Regions from separate parts of the Mus musculus genome. Here all the other regions are linked to region 1. Evidence: chromatin contacts called from public Hi-C and HiChIP or PLAC-seq data. All regions are on one chromosome and are shown on one strand. Each heading gives the region's core, a stretch centred on a gene start, on an enhancer-like site or on the middle of the called end of the contact. The rest is flanking DNA. Distances are from core to core; before and after follow the strand shown. Region 1 holds the start of Dctn3 (dynactin 3). Region 2 holds the start of Dnaja1 (DnaJ heat shock protein family (Hsp40) member A1). Region 3 holds the start of Dnajb5 (DnaJ heat shock protein family (Hsp40) member B5). Region 4 holds the start of Aptx (aprataxin).

Region 1 (3,043 bases), core at 313-2,812:
ACCTGGAAGAAGGATCCTTATCTCTCTGTAGACTTTCAAGTCTTTGAAGGTCTTTCAACTTTAGGTGCCTTTAATGTGAGAGGGAATGAATCATGCTCTCCTTTGCAGGATAGGGTGTGAGTATTTGTCTGCTTGGGGAGATAATAAACTAATTTAGGCTTTAATGGGGCATCCTTACATACTATATATTTCCTGGTTCCTAACCCCTATATTTGGGCATGATATATGCAAATACCCTCACCCAGGTCTTTCTTAGCTCAAGGCTGGGGAACGAACTGGCTGGCCTAGCTCTAGCCTCATACCCTCCACATCAAGTCTAGTACAGGAGACGGAACACTCTGGGATCCCAAAGACAGTGCAATCCCCATCGTAGAGAATACAGAAGAGAATCAGTTTAGAGGCAGAATACAGTTAGTAGTTAAGGGTTTGAGCTTAAGATGTCTGCGGGATAGCCCAGTGGAGGAGACCAGTAGACAAAGATCAATCGGGTTCTCGGAAAGTCTGAAACAGAGCTACACACTGGAAACATAAAGACGTGAAATGAGTAACTGAAATCACGGCAGTGAACGAGCCTGCCTAGGACTTAGGATTCTAACAGTCAAGAGTCAGCTGGAGCCGGAGGCTGAGGAAATGAACGACTTCACTCAAGGCTTGTGTAAAAGGTGAATACTAATATTTAAGGGACTAACACACAAGGGAAGGCACACAAATAGATGCCAAAGGGGGAGAGTGTTTCGAAAAGTTGGTTCTCAAACTGGAACAGAATGTGCTGGTGACAATTTTACAAAAAAATACAGAGACACATCATTACCTTTGTTCCAGAACATTCTTAATTCTACCAGAAGCGCTCCAGTAAATGGTTTCAACATCGTAAAAAGGGATTTTAGGGCACCTCTAAATTTTTGTCAAAATTCAGACACGATGTTCGCCCACATCTGGACACTTAGGGCTCAATTACTAATCTTCCTTTTCTGGGCCTGCTCAGACCTCACCGCTCACCCTTTGGAGCCTGTAGCACCTGTGCTCTGCCTCCTCTAGGACTCCTGTCTACGCGTAATTCATTTAGCAATTAATTTTGCATGGCTCTAGGATGACACTCCACTGCGGGCTTCAGCTCTTACTGAAACTCCCATTAATCAATTTTTAAATGCGTCTGGTCTCCTTAGAACGCCTGTGAGCGCGCGGAGTTTTTGTGAAAGTTGTCACCGAACCCATCTTAAAAAGGCTTAAGCATCTCCCCCATCCCAATCCCCTCGGGAACGGACCTCAAGGGTCCGATTGGTACCAGGAGGTTCTAGATCTTTGTTATTTATTTCAGAGCCTGGGCTGAGGACGACCTGACAGAAGTGGTAGCATCCGACCCTAGGGCAGGGCCAGTGGACCGCTCCTGTCCCGCTCTGCCCCACAAACGGATCAATAGACCGGACCCCTCACCTTCCTGGAGCCTCGGGTCCCGCCCGGCCCGTACACCCAGCGCTCCAGCTCCTCCACTCGAGACTGTAGCCGCTGCACATCGGTCAGAGCCGCCATCGTTTCTGCAGCCTGGCCGCAGCAACCCGGAACAGCCTGAGGGTGGGACGTCCGCCTAAATAAGAAGACTGGCCAATCCGAGAGCACCGTCACGCCTTGTAGGAAGTGACGTCACTGTTTAGGCTTTGGATGTCGGAAATAACCGATGTCAAAGCAATCTGGTTACCTAGGTAACGTTCTGGGTCCTAGTTCTACCCTGGTTTCCAGGACTTGGTTGTCAAGACTTTTAGTGCTCTAAATCCAAGATTCGAAGAGATTTCCTCCCCTCCCCCATTCCCTGAGAGTTAGCGTATAAATATACCTATTATTCCAAGATAGGTTTATACCCATAGATCAGTAGGCAGCTTCTTGGGAGAGACACCATACATTTTTGGAATCTTTTAAAGATCAAGTGATTTGTACGTAAGCCTCTTGTTGTCAGGACGTACACCCAAACAGTCTGATTTGTGACCGCGCTCTGTGTGGTGGTGCTAGGAGAGAAAGGAGAGACAGAAGGATGACTGTAAGTTTGAGGCCAGCCTGCTCTACACAGTGAGTTCAAGACCAGTCAGGGAACAATGTAGAGAAAGCTTGCTTCCCTTCAAAAAAAAGTGCTCTTCTATTCTCTCAGAGCTTTGTTCTTCTGCTTCCACTTGGACAGCTCAATGTAGTCTGTGGATCCCCCACCTCCCAGACCCAAGCAAGAAGAGGAGGCACAGGAGACACGGGAAGTACAATTTTATTTTCCAGATGCAACCCAAGGGACATCTTCACATTCAAATCCAATCCTTCACCTGCTTCCTGAAAAGGAGCAGAATTGACTCAAAGAGGTGGGGTACCAAAGGTGACACTGACATAGGGGTTACATGACGGAGTGATAGGGGTTCTCGGGGGAAAGCTCTTTGGTAGATGCTGCTGAAATTAGCTAGGGAGACAGTGTCTGCCTTTTACGGTGAGGTAGATGGAACGTAATATAAATCCCTTTGGTGTGGAGGTGGCATGCTGACATCAACCAGGACTGGATCCCAGAGTGGGCGTCACATCCTGAAAGAATCAAGGTAGGAGGGTGCCTTCTCCCCCCCTAAGCAATGATATTGGGACTCTTGGTTCTCAGTAGCTGCTTTCAGGGCAAGGTACTGGAAGGGGGCCCTGTAGAGGGTAGAGGTGGAGGATTGGTTGGACCCAAGGAAGCTGGCACAGGTTGGCGTCGAGCAAAGAGGATACCTGATAAAGGGTATAAGAGATGTAAAATTAAAAAATAAACGAGAGAATGTGGGACTCCCACAAAGCACGGACAAGTCCCTCTGACCAGTGAGAAGCTCCTATGCCGTTGTGGGTAGCTTGAAGTAGGTGCGCAATAAATACTCACAGATCTGTGACAAAGCAGACATCCCATGGCAACCATGCTGCATAGACCATGCTGGGACCCCATGCCTTGTAGACAAACTCTTGAATCCATTTTAATGTAACAATCCTCTAAACCCCCAAGCAAGTTCAGATACTCCTGAACGTCATGCTCATAGAGAAAATCTAA
Region 2 (3,158 bases), core at 352-2,851, 1.0 Mb before region 1:
TATTACAATTCACAGCAGTAACAACATTGCAGTTATGAAGAAGCAATGAAAATAATTTTATGGTTGGGGGACACCACAACATGAGGAGCTGTAATAAAGGGTCGCAGCGTTAGGAAGGTAAAGAGCCCCTGCTTTAAAGACGTAACCTATTGATAGATGTGATATCTGAGAGGGTAACACGTAAGCTGAGAAAAGATGTTTCTCAACCAAAACCACAGCACATCATCAAAAAGTCTGTAAGGGAAGTGGCGTAGCTTTAGTGACCACAACAGAGTTTAGTGAAAGCAGTAACGGTGGAGAGGCAGGACAGCTCAAGGTAGAAATCCCAAAATCCGGAGGTTTTTAAGACCACGAGCTAAAGATGTCTTTGGGTAGGTTTGAAGACAGCCTTTCCAGCTCCCTTAGCTCTGGCTACATCCAATTACCTGTGATCTCCATAAAGCACTGAGACAGCCGCTCAGCTGGTAACGCACTGAAGACTTGAGTTGCCCGTGCAAAGGTACGAGAGAACTACAATGGTCCACAAGCCTAGAAACACACAATAAAACGAACATTTAAAGAATCTCATCCCACACTCTGCACTTCCATTAGGAAGTGTGCTTAACTGCTTCTTGTTCACCTGCTGACCTGTATTTTGTGATTTCTCTTATAAGTTTTTAGCTTGTTCCACTTCCAACGAAAGTCCAAGCAAGAGGCCCCGCGGTTAAGAGCATGTACCACCCTTCACAACTGCTCAGAGACAGGAGATTTCAGAATTTGAAGCCAGACTTAAGACTCCATGCCTCTGGCTTCCTTGGGCACCTACACACACACACACACACAGAGGATTCAAAATAAATCTTTAAAATATGTGAACTCTTTCAAGCTTACACCTCCACTTCTTTGATGTATCTATTGTGTTAGTGAATAAGAAAAACATTCACTCTGTCCTTTGAAAGCTTAAGATTCAACTTTGCCAACTATAGATTTTTGAGTCACCAACTGGAAATAAAAACGGTCAGAGAATTAAAACAATAAGCTAAAGCAATTAATTTTGCTTTTGGCCGCTCCTCTGCGGCCAAACTGGGTGGAAGACCATGACCCTCCGTTAGCATGAGGCATTCTAAATGTTTTCCTGTTTGGTGAAGTCCCAGATTCCCTCCGCCCAAGTCGTCAGAGCCAAAAGGATCTGAAGCCTGGGCCAGGCTCGTCCAAAAAGCTCTGACATAAGTGCGCTTGGGTGAAACCAAAGCCTGCGAGGCTGGTTTAGGGAGTAGGCCCGCCTTGCTCAGCATTTCTTGCCCGCAAGGCTCAGAGCTAAGGAGCTGGAGCTGCAGAAAATCAGACTCGCAGCCAGGGCTGGGTTCCACCAATCCCCTTCAGCACAGCGCGCACAACGCCTGAAGCACTCGTCCCCGGCTTACGGGCTCTGGGACATGACCTCTCCACCTCAAGACTTCCGCACTCTGGTTCCTCGCAATAAGAAAAAAAGCCTCTAGAAAATTCTACGAGGCTCGGGAACCCGGGCTTGAGTCCACCCCCACAAGGCCCTTGGGCGCAGCCACTTCCCGCCCCCGCGCCGTTGCCCAGGTAACCGAGGGGCGGTGGCAGCGGCGAGGGGCGGGACTTCCGGCAAGTGACGCGCCGGGGCTCGGCTACAAAAGAGGTCGGCTGCGGCGGGCCGGGCGGAACTTTCCAGAACGCTCGGTGGGTGGTGGAGGAGCAGCGTGTGGCTGAGCTGCGCTGTGCTCCGCTCCTTTCCGCTCTCCGGCGCCGGCCCGCTCACCGGTGAGTCTCCGGCCTCCCTCGGTCGCGGCGTGCGGTCTGGACCCCAGACAGCCGGGGAAGGCGCAGCCGGAGGCGGTTGGTCCCGCGTGGGCGGGGACTGCGGGTTCCTTGAGCCGGCCTCGGGCTTCGGAAGGCTGCCGGGAATGCCCGGCGCCCTGCCCGCCCGCACGCCTCGAGGAGGTCCAAGGCCCAAGCCAATTGGCCTCCCGCCTCATGCTCCTTGCTGCGTACCCCCGCGCTCCGCCGCCCGGGCCGGGTGGGCAGCGCTGCGCACGCGCGGAGCAAGGCAGGGGTGAGGGGCTGCGGGAGGAGCCGGGCGGAGGCTGCGGCTTGCGCTTCTCCTGGCTCTCCTCCCTCTCTTTGTTGAGGTTCGACCTCCCCCCCCCCTCCGCCTTTTCGATCAGGGTGGGAGGGAGAAAGGAAGGAAGCCTTAACGGTCGGCGCCGGGGGGCCCGGGAAACCCAGAGGGCGAGCCAGCTTCCAGGCCTGCGGGGCGAGAGTGGGTAAGCTGCGAGCGAGCAGGAGCAGGATGGCGACGGGGCCCGGGCACCTGCTCCCTGGAGCCGGTCTCCTAAGCCACTCCTCCACCCCCGGGAGTCCAGTGTCGCTTTCCGGCGAGGGTATGGCCTTTATCAGATGTACAAAGGCAGCGGTAATGTACTAACCAGTGGACGGAACCTATCAGTGCTGCTGTGGGTTACTAGCAAAACCTCTGGGGAAAGGAAACCGGAAGAAGCCAAATAATTCATGTGTTAGTGCAGTAGAGTCTGAACCAGCTGCGAGAGAGGCTTTCCTTCGCGTTCCCTGAAATCTATATTTTAATCTGTTCGAGTTTACAGCTGAATCATATCAGGAATTTTTTTTTACCTTTTAAGACGCGTAGGGAAGGCTGTATTAGTATGAAATAAATGCAAAAGAACAGATTGCTTTAGCTCTGGTAGTTAAAGACTACCCGTTAAGAGCCAGTCGTGGCGCACACCTTTGATCCCAGTGCTCAGGAGGCAGAAGCAGTTGGATCTTTTCTACAAAAGTTTAAAGCTGGTTTAAAATTACCATTTTCTGGTTTCAGGCTGTAAAAAATGGTGAAAGAAACCACTTACTACGATGTTTTGGGGGTAAAACCCAATGCCACCCAGGAAGAATTGAAAAAGGCATATAGAAAATTGGCCTTGAAGTACCACCCTGATAAGAATCCAAATGAAGGGGAAAAGGTAAGGGCACAGGCAAACAGCTCAGCAGCAGTGTTGCAGTGTGTGTATCTTTCTGTTCGTGCCTTAAAGTCTACCGTAGCTGTGCTTTGTAACAGTTGTTTCTAATGGGATGTCCTTTTCTGAAACAGTTTAAACAGATTTCTCAAGCTTATGAAGTTCTTGCTGATTCCAAAAAAAGGG
Region 3 (3,166 bases), core at 169-2,668, 1.2 Mb after region 1:
ACTCCAAGCCTCAGTTTACAGTTCCAACTGCTCTTCATGGCCTCATAGATATCTAAATCCGGTCCTGAGAACTGGCGAAGAATAAGGTGAGAGAATTTTCTCAAGCCTTTGTCACCAAATCTCCCAAGAACCCCCTCCCCCTCTTCACCCCCAGATTACCCCCATCCACCCCCCCCCCCCGCTCCCTCCAGCACAGATGGGCCTGGGAGACAGTAACGTGGGCGCCAAGCTCGGTGTCTGCTGGAGCGGCGGCTTCCGCTGGCGACCGCCTCCGCAGGCCCGCCTGCTCCGAGTATCGGGGACACTGGGGCTGAGATTTAATGATTTACTAGGGGGCTGGGGGGCCAGAGATGACAGTGCATGAGGGTGCTAAGAAAGAGGATCATGAAAAGCTGAGGTAAAAGATTAAAGGGGGAACTATGAGCTATGAGATTGCAGACTATGGAAGCAGGGAATTGAATTAAGAATTAAGACAAAAGGCGGGAGATGGAGGGGGAAGTAAAAAGATACAGAACAGGGCAGAAATTTGGTGTGAGGGAAGACCAGGTATCACAGGGGGTAAGAAAAAGGACGGGGGGGGGGGGCGGGCAGCGAGGAGAAGATGGAAGGTTAGTTTATAACGAGGTTGAACTGGACACTGTGGACTCCAAGTGGCTGAGAAGCCACTGCTCCTAAGCGAGCCGCTGTGAAAGGACTGAAGATGGAGGGCATCTGGACAGAGACTCAGGAAGGTGTTACCAGTTACTAGCGCAGAGGATAATCACAGGGGCACTTAGAATCTCAGCTCTATCCGGCTCTGTTTTGTGTTACAGTTAAACCATGGCAGGTCAATCCCAGGTCAAGACAAGGGAAAGCTAAACCAGGCCAGGTCAAGTTGGATCACAATCTGATAGAAGACGAGTAAGAAGGGATGAGCTTTGGATACTGATCCAGAGCCTTTGCCTCTCCTTCGACTCGAAAGAATGCCTGGTGTCACCAACAACTGATGAGTGCAGCTTTCCTAATAGGTTGTCTTTGAGGTTGCACTCGTTCCAGAAGGTTCTCCCTGGACTCAGGCGGTGGCTAGAATGTCTCACCTTCTCATACTGGAGACTGGACTAATATAGTTGCCCACACTGGCTTGGGTCGAAATCACAGGGACCAGCCAATAAAATCAAAGGGCGCCTGGAGTTGCCTCCCTATGTTCTTTTCACCAATAACACGACGAGATGGAGAAGAGGTGTGGTTGATTGATCCCAGAGGGCACCAATCACACCCACACCAATCACTGCCCGGAATGTGTGCGCGTGTGGCCGGGTGACAGGGGCGGAGAAGAGGTGGCTATCACCCGGACGCTCGTTGAGAGGTATCCAATCACAGAAGAGTCTGAGCTGAGTGACGGATAGACCGGGCAATGGGAAGCGCGGAGGCGGAGCCGTGGGGGCGGGCTCCCGGTCCCGCTGTCTGCGGCCGGCGGGCAGGCGACTCCTGTCCCGAGTGGAGGCGGCGGAGCCGGAGCCGGGGGAGGGGGCAGCGGCTGATAGAAGGACCGCGGCGGCGCCCGCAGCTCCTCACCGGTGAGGGCGCTGAGCGAGGACTCGGGGGTCCCGGGAGTGGGGCGTCGAGAAGAGAGGTCCTGGTATGGGGGGTTGGGACACCGTGGGCCCATAGTCTCCTCTGTCGTAGGGGTGAGGGGCCTGGGAGCTCGGGGTCTGCCAGGTGCTGGGTATCTGCGACAAGGGTCGGGTTGGGTCGGGTCGGATTGGGTTGCGCCGGGCGGAGGCGTTTCTGAGCAGGCCAGCCAGCCAGCTGGGGTGACATCACCGACCCCCCTCCCCCGCGCGAACCCCCTTCCTTCCTCTCCCTGCCGCGCCTTTTGTCCGGGCCAGGCTCGGCTCTGCCCCGCCCCTCCCCGCCCATCTGCGGGGGAGGAGACTCCCCGTCAGTGACTTCATTGAGTAGGTTCTTGGGGATTGGGCTTGGGTCCTCCCCAGAGAGGCGAGAGGAGCTCACTGACTCTCAGGCCCTCACTATCACACCTGTCACAGGTACACACGCTGCCACTCAACAACTACACACTGTCACTGCCAGCCTCACTGTCACACAGCCGAACAGGCGCTCACATCATTCAGCCAGACACTGCTGCACCTGAGAGCAGGTGGCCACTGGATCCTCTCTCTGCACTCTACACCTGGGGACCGGGTCCAGCTCCCTGGGCACGATACAGGCCTTGCTGGGTCACGGCCTCTGGGAATCTGAGGAGGTGGCTTCCAGAGCTACAGCGTCCCAAGCAGGCTCCGGTGGAGCGATCAGAGGTGAGGGGCTTGGCTGGGCATGTTTAAGCGCACAGTGCTGTCCTGCCCACCCCCAGCAGCACCCCCACTGCAGGCTCGAGGAGCTTTCCGGAGCTTCCCACACTTCTGGGGAGAAGACTTCTTAGCCAGCTTGATGTTTAAAATTCAGCTGGAGCCCTTAAAACTTCGAGCGTGGACGCTGAATGGGTTTGTAAAGTTTCGGTAAGTCCCTCCTGAGAAGGGCGCTCATACCCATGCCAAGTCAGATTCTCCACATCAGCCATTCCCTGCATTGCCTCCTTCCTTCCTCCCTGTCATCCTCATCTCCCCCCGGTATGTGCATGAGTCCCCTTGACCTCACCTGTACTTTTGAATGAATTGTACCCCATGTCATTCATCTCTCTCTCAAACTCATGTTTCCACGAATATCTCCAATATTTCAGCTCTTAGGTTCTCCCTCCCAACCCATCAGTAACGTGTGGTCCACTTCAGCCTTTTCCTTTTGTCATCTCTCATCCCTGTCCGTCAGACCCTGTCTCCTCCCTGTACTTGATGGTCCCTCTTGCTATCTGTCCTCATTTTTTCTTTCATCCCTAGCTCTACCTTGACATACTCATTCTTCATCAAAGGCAGAGCCATGCCTTGGGGCTCCTTTGTCATCCTACCACGTGGCTTGTGGGGAGGGAGAGGGAAGGAGGGTGGAAAGAAGGAGGGAAAGGAGGCAGGTCCTGAGAGTTTGCCCTGTGTCTGTAGAGGCAAGAGAATTATGGGTCTAGAGCAGCTAGCAGGTGGGTGCCGGAGAGGAAGCTGGCTGTGGTGGGGAAGAGATATTGAAGGACTACAAACGGTGGGTGGGCTGGTAAGCTGGGTCACTGCCCTCTGCCTGGAAGCCG
Region 4 (3,301 bases), core at 401-2,900, 1.0 Mb before region 1:
TCTCTCCGGCCCATAGGTTCTTTATTTGTTTCTCATTACAGATGAGCCACCATGTGGTTGCTAGGATTTGAACTCATGACCTCCAAAAGGTGCTCTTAACTGCTGAGCCATCTCACCAGACCCCACCTAGCTATTTTTGAGTCCTAGGTGTCTTAGTTAGGGTTTCCATTGCTATGAAGAGACACCATGACCAAGGCAACTCATATAAGGACAACATTTAATTAGGGCTGGCTTACAGGTTCAGAGGTTCAGTCCACTATTATCAAGGTGGGAACATGGCAGTGTTCAGGCAGACATAGGGCTGGAGGAGCTGAGAGTTCCACCTCTTGTTCTGAAGGCAGCTAGGAGAAGACTGGCTTCCATGCAACTAGGACAAGGGTCTTAAAGTCCACACCCACAGTGACACACCTACTCCAACAAGGCCACAGTTCCTATTAGTGCCACGCCCTGGGCCTAGCATATACAAACAATGACGTTAGGAAACCCAAATGACAGGGCAAGTGACATGAGGCCAGAAATCTATCTTGAAGCGCTGTTAGCACAAGAATTTTCTTCAACAATGGAAATGTAGTAAACCTTCAAGCCACACTGATAACTGAGCTTTTGAAGGGCCATTAACACAAGTAAGGAACTGAATTTCCAATTAAACTTAAAGTTGCATAAGCACAAGTGAGTGTGGACTAATGTCCAACACAGACTTGAACTTAAGACTCTCAGCTTCTAATTTCTCAGAGGAATTAGGCTAAGTATTTCACAGACTGGCTCCACTGGCCAACATCCTCACTCTTCCCTCCCCAGACATACATGCAGGCACCTTTACCTGCACATACCATCTTTCAAGAATGCAGCATGGCTCCTGGCTAATACAGGATATCCAGAAGTTTGAGGTTAGACTACCCTACATACTGTTACCCATCTTGAAGAAGAAAAAAAATTGTCCAAGCCCAGTGGCAAACGCCTGTATCCCATCACTGGGAGGTAGGGACAAGAGGATCAGAAATTTGAGGAGGCCAGCTGGGCTACAGGAGACCTCTAAAATTAAGTGGGGAGGAAGGGCCTCTTACGAAATCCCCAATATATGTCGATTTCTCAAAAGTAATTACCCAGCAATTCCAAATTGGTGTCATTTCAAAAACCCCTGCTTTGTTGAATCTCTGCATTGTAAAGAGAAAGACCTTACACTGCTTCCGGCATTCTTAAGGCCCGCTGGGGACACTGCTAGTGCACCTCGAGTTACTCTTGGAAGGCGTTTCTGGCAGAAACACTTTCCTGTCAGGCTGAACAGCCCCGCTGCATGGACTTTGTCCACTCTTATCTCTAAATCTTTTCATGCTGATCTGGCAGCCAACTAGGTACAGGAGCCGGGTGGGGATGGGGGGCGGGGAGGGTGGGAGGCCGGAACAATGCGGCGGAAACAAAACTCTGAAACACGCCCACCTGAGCAAGACCAAGGGGTGGAGCCTAATCCGCCCAGAAGAAAGAAACCTCGAACTCCACCCTCAAGGTCACCGCTCCGAGTTAGCAGCCCGGGCCAAATGCCCCTGCCCGCTTCTAACCCAGCAAACTACGAAGGCAGGCGGACCATTAACTTACCTCGACTGTGGACACCCACAAACTTCACGCTGCTCTACTGCGCCTCGCCGCTTCCGGTGCTGAGAGATGACGTCACAAACGGCTGCCTAGCAACCGGTGATGATTCCAGTATCTTTTCGAGAATTGGCTGGAACGTTTTCTCGCCCGATACCCAGGTAGAACAGTGGCGCTAGCCGCTAGTTGTCCCCCGTGAGGATAGCTCCTTTGCTCGCAGCCTCCCGGTTGTCTGAATCCGGAGAGATTTCAGACAGCAGTCTTCTGTGGCTCATCTACGCAGCCATGTCGCCTTTTAGCACTTCCTCCTCAGGAAGCTTGCTATAAGTTAAAGCCATCTTTGAAAGGGAAAGAACGAGGTTGGAGGTAGTGAGAGAAATTCGTTCTGTAGCCCAAATTGGTCTTGAACTCGCGAGAATCTCCTTAGATTCCCCCAGTGCTGGGATTGCAGATGTGAGCTACCAAACACAGCTTTGAAGCCATCGTTTAAACTACAGGCTGGAGTGCCTTACCACCCACGTTAAAATTACACTTTTCTTTCTCTCTATAAGGAGAAAAAAGACTGAAGAGAGAGACAGAGGAACCCTGCTAAGATTTTTTTTTTATGATGTCTTCTCTAAATGAACTGAGGGCAATCAGCAGGAGGTTGGGATGACATATGTGTACTGATTTTTATAGCAATTCCAGGACGTTCCCTGAAAGTCTTGTATTGTAAATCACTAAAGACTTCTTGGCAGATGAAAGAATTCCTATCTCGTGAGTAAAATCAGAGTGTAGAATCTGAAACGCAGTCGAAACTGAACCTTACGGAGGCCCCCTTTTTTGGGGGTGGGGGGGTTGTTTAGACAAGGTTTCACTGTGCCCTAGACTAATCACAAACTCAAGATCCCCTGCGTCTACCTCTGAAATACTGGGATGACAGGTCTTCGTCCCCACTCTCAGCTAAGAGCTCTTTTGTTTCTTGATCAAATGGGTTACTATTGTTTTCTTGAAAAAGCAGGCTCCACTGTCTGATGGAGATGACAAGACAGGATGGGAGGATGTCCCTGAGAGCAAGGGAAAGCCGTGCTTTTGTTGACAAAGAAGATGCGGGTGTATGTTAGGATCAGAGCAGGAAGGGAGGAGGAATCTCAAGCTGTACAAACCTCAAGGCTGAGAACGTGGTCCATAACTGCCTAAGACATCAAGGCAGATCTGGTGACCCGACAGTTTGCGTTTTCCCTCAGGATTAGGCCTCTTAGCCAAGACTTCTACGCAGTCTCCATTGTGTCTCGTACAGCTAAAAATTAAACTGGGTCATTTGTGCAGAATTGAGCAGAGTTTTCCTAGCCACTGTATTAGGTCTATTCCATTGTCTGCAGTGCACTGACCAGAAAAGCAAGGTTGTTTGGAACAATGCACGGTCAAGGGCGTGGCAGGCACTTAAGACATTCACTGGGGTTCACATTGCTAGGGGACTACGCACCAAAATTTTTTCAGTTTCTCTATGAATCAAACAACTACTAATTTTTGTCACCCTAAAGCCCCACTATTCTGCTCTTAGCTTCCATGGGTTTAACCAATCTGGAAATACCATTTAAGTGAAATCATGTAGTGTTGGTTTTTGTAATCATTTTCTTTCACTTAGCTAGGTGTCAAGTTTCATCTACAATGTGGCACAAGTCAAAAGATCCTTTTTAAGGCTAATGTTTTTCTTTGGGTTTTTATTTTTTTA

The links. A called contact is a pair of places that touch in the nucleus more often than the background predicts. HiChIP or PLAC-seq counts read pairs in DNA pulled down with a chosen protein or histone mark.
Region 2: a Hi-C map of B cells shows a contact between it and region 1, with 16 read pairs. The contact joins the promoter of Dnaja1 here to the promoter of Dctn3 in region 1. A contact is called at or near these places in 11 of 39 promoter capture datasets (the 3T3-L1 cell line, the C10 cell line, erythroid cells and 7 more), 2 of 484 Hi-C or Micro-C datasets (B cells and Th1 cells), 5 of 115 datasets of contacts at active chromatin or transcription factors (bone marrow-derived macrophages, embryonic stem cells, large pre-B cells and 2 more) and 3 of 9 other capture datasets (adipose tissue, liver and pancreatic islet).
Region 3: a contact with region 1 is called in an H3K27ac HiChIP or PLAC-seq map of embryonic stem cells, with 8 times the contacts expected there. The contact joins the promoter of Dnajb5 here to the promoter of Dctn3 in region 1. A contact is called at or near these places in 18 of 39 promoter capture datasets (the 3T3-L1 cell line, 3T3-L1-derived adipocytes, the C10 cell line and 8 more), 1 of 15 datasets of contacts at CTCF or cohesin (pro-B cells), 5 of 484 Hi-C or Micro-C datasets (B cells, Th1 cells, embryonic stem cells and 1 more), 10 of 115 datasets of contacts at active chromatin or transcription factors (embryonic forebrain, embryonic hindbrain, embryonic stem cells and 5 more) and 1 of 9 other capture datasets (embryonic stem cells).
Region 4: an H3K27ac HiChIP or PLAC-seq map of microglia shows a contact between it and region 1, with 7 times the contacts expected there. The contact joins the promoter of Aptx here to the promoter of Dctn3 in region 1. A contact is called at or near these places in 5 of 39 promoter capture datasets (fetal liver, liver, neutrophils and 1 more), 2 of 484 Hi-C or Micro-C datasets (CD4 T cells and regulatory T cells), 2 of 115 datasets of contacts at active chromatin or transcription factors (double positive thymocytes and microglia) and 2 of 9 other capture datasets (adipose tissue and liver).

Annotation. Positions count from the first base shown.
Region 1 is chr4:41,721,601-41,724,643 of GRCm38.p6, forward strand. It overlaps Dctn3 (dynactin 3), which reads right to left and starts at 1,563. Exons shown (of 7, transcript NM_016890.4): 1 at 1,435-1,563. The coding sequence starts at 1,530. It overlaps Arid3c (AT rich interactive domain 3C (BRIGHT-like)), which reads right to left. Exons shown (of 8, transcript NM_001017362.2): 8 at 2,236-2,733. The coding sequence ends at 2,633.
Region 2 is chr4:40,720,867-40,724,024 of GRCm38.p6, forward strand. It overlaps Dnaja1 (DnaJ heat shock protein family (Hsp40) member A1), which reads left to right and starts at 1,602. Exons shown (of 9, transcript NM_008298.6): 1 at 1,602-1,767; 2 at 2,837-2,978; 3 at 3,107-3,158. The coding sequence starts at 2,847. It overlaps Gm6297 (predicted gene 6297), which reads right to left and starts at 1,975. Exons shown (of 3, transcript NR_077226.1): 1 at 1,766-1,975; 2 at 628-801; 3 at 1-528. Mir207 (microRNA 207) reads left to right here and starts at 2,051; the gene lies at 2,051-2,129. It also overlaps a transcript of Aptx not described here.
Region 3 is chr4:42,948,449-42,951,614 of GRCm38.p6, forward strand. Dnajb5 (DnaJ heat shock protein family (Hsp40) member B5) reads left to right here and starts at 1,419. Exons shown (of 5, transcript NM_001355438.1): 1 at 1,419-1,556; 2 at 2,028-2,495. The coding sequence starts at 2,314.
Region 4 is chr4:40,701,544-40,704,844 of GRCm38.p6, forward strand. Aptx (aprataxin) reads right to left here and starts at 1,651. Exons shown (of 8, transcript NM_001025444.3): 1 at 1,594-1,651.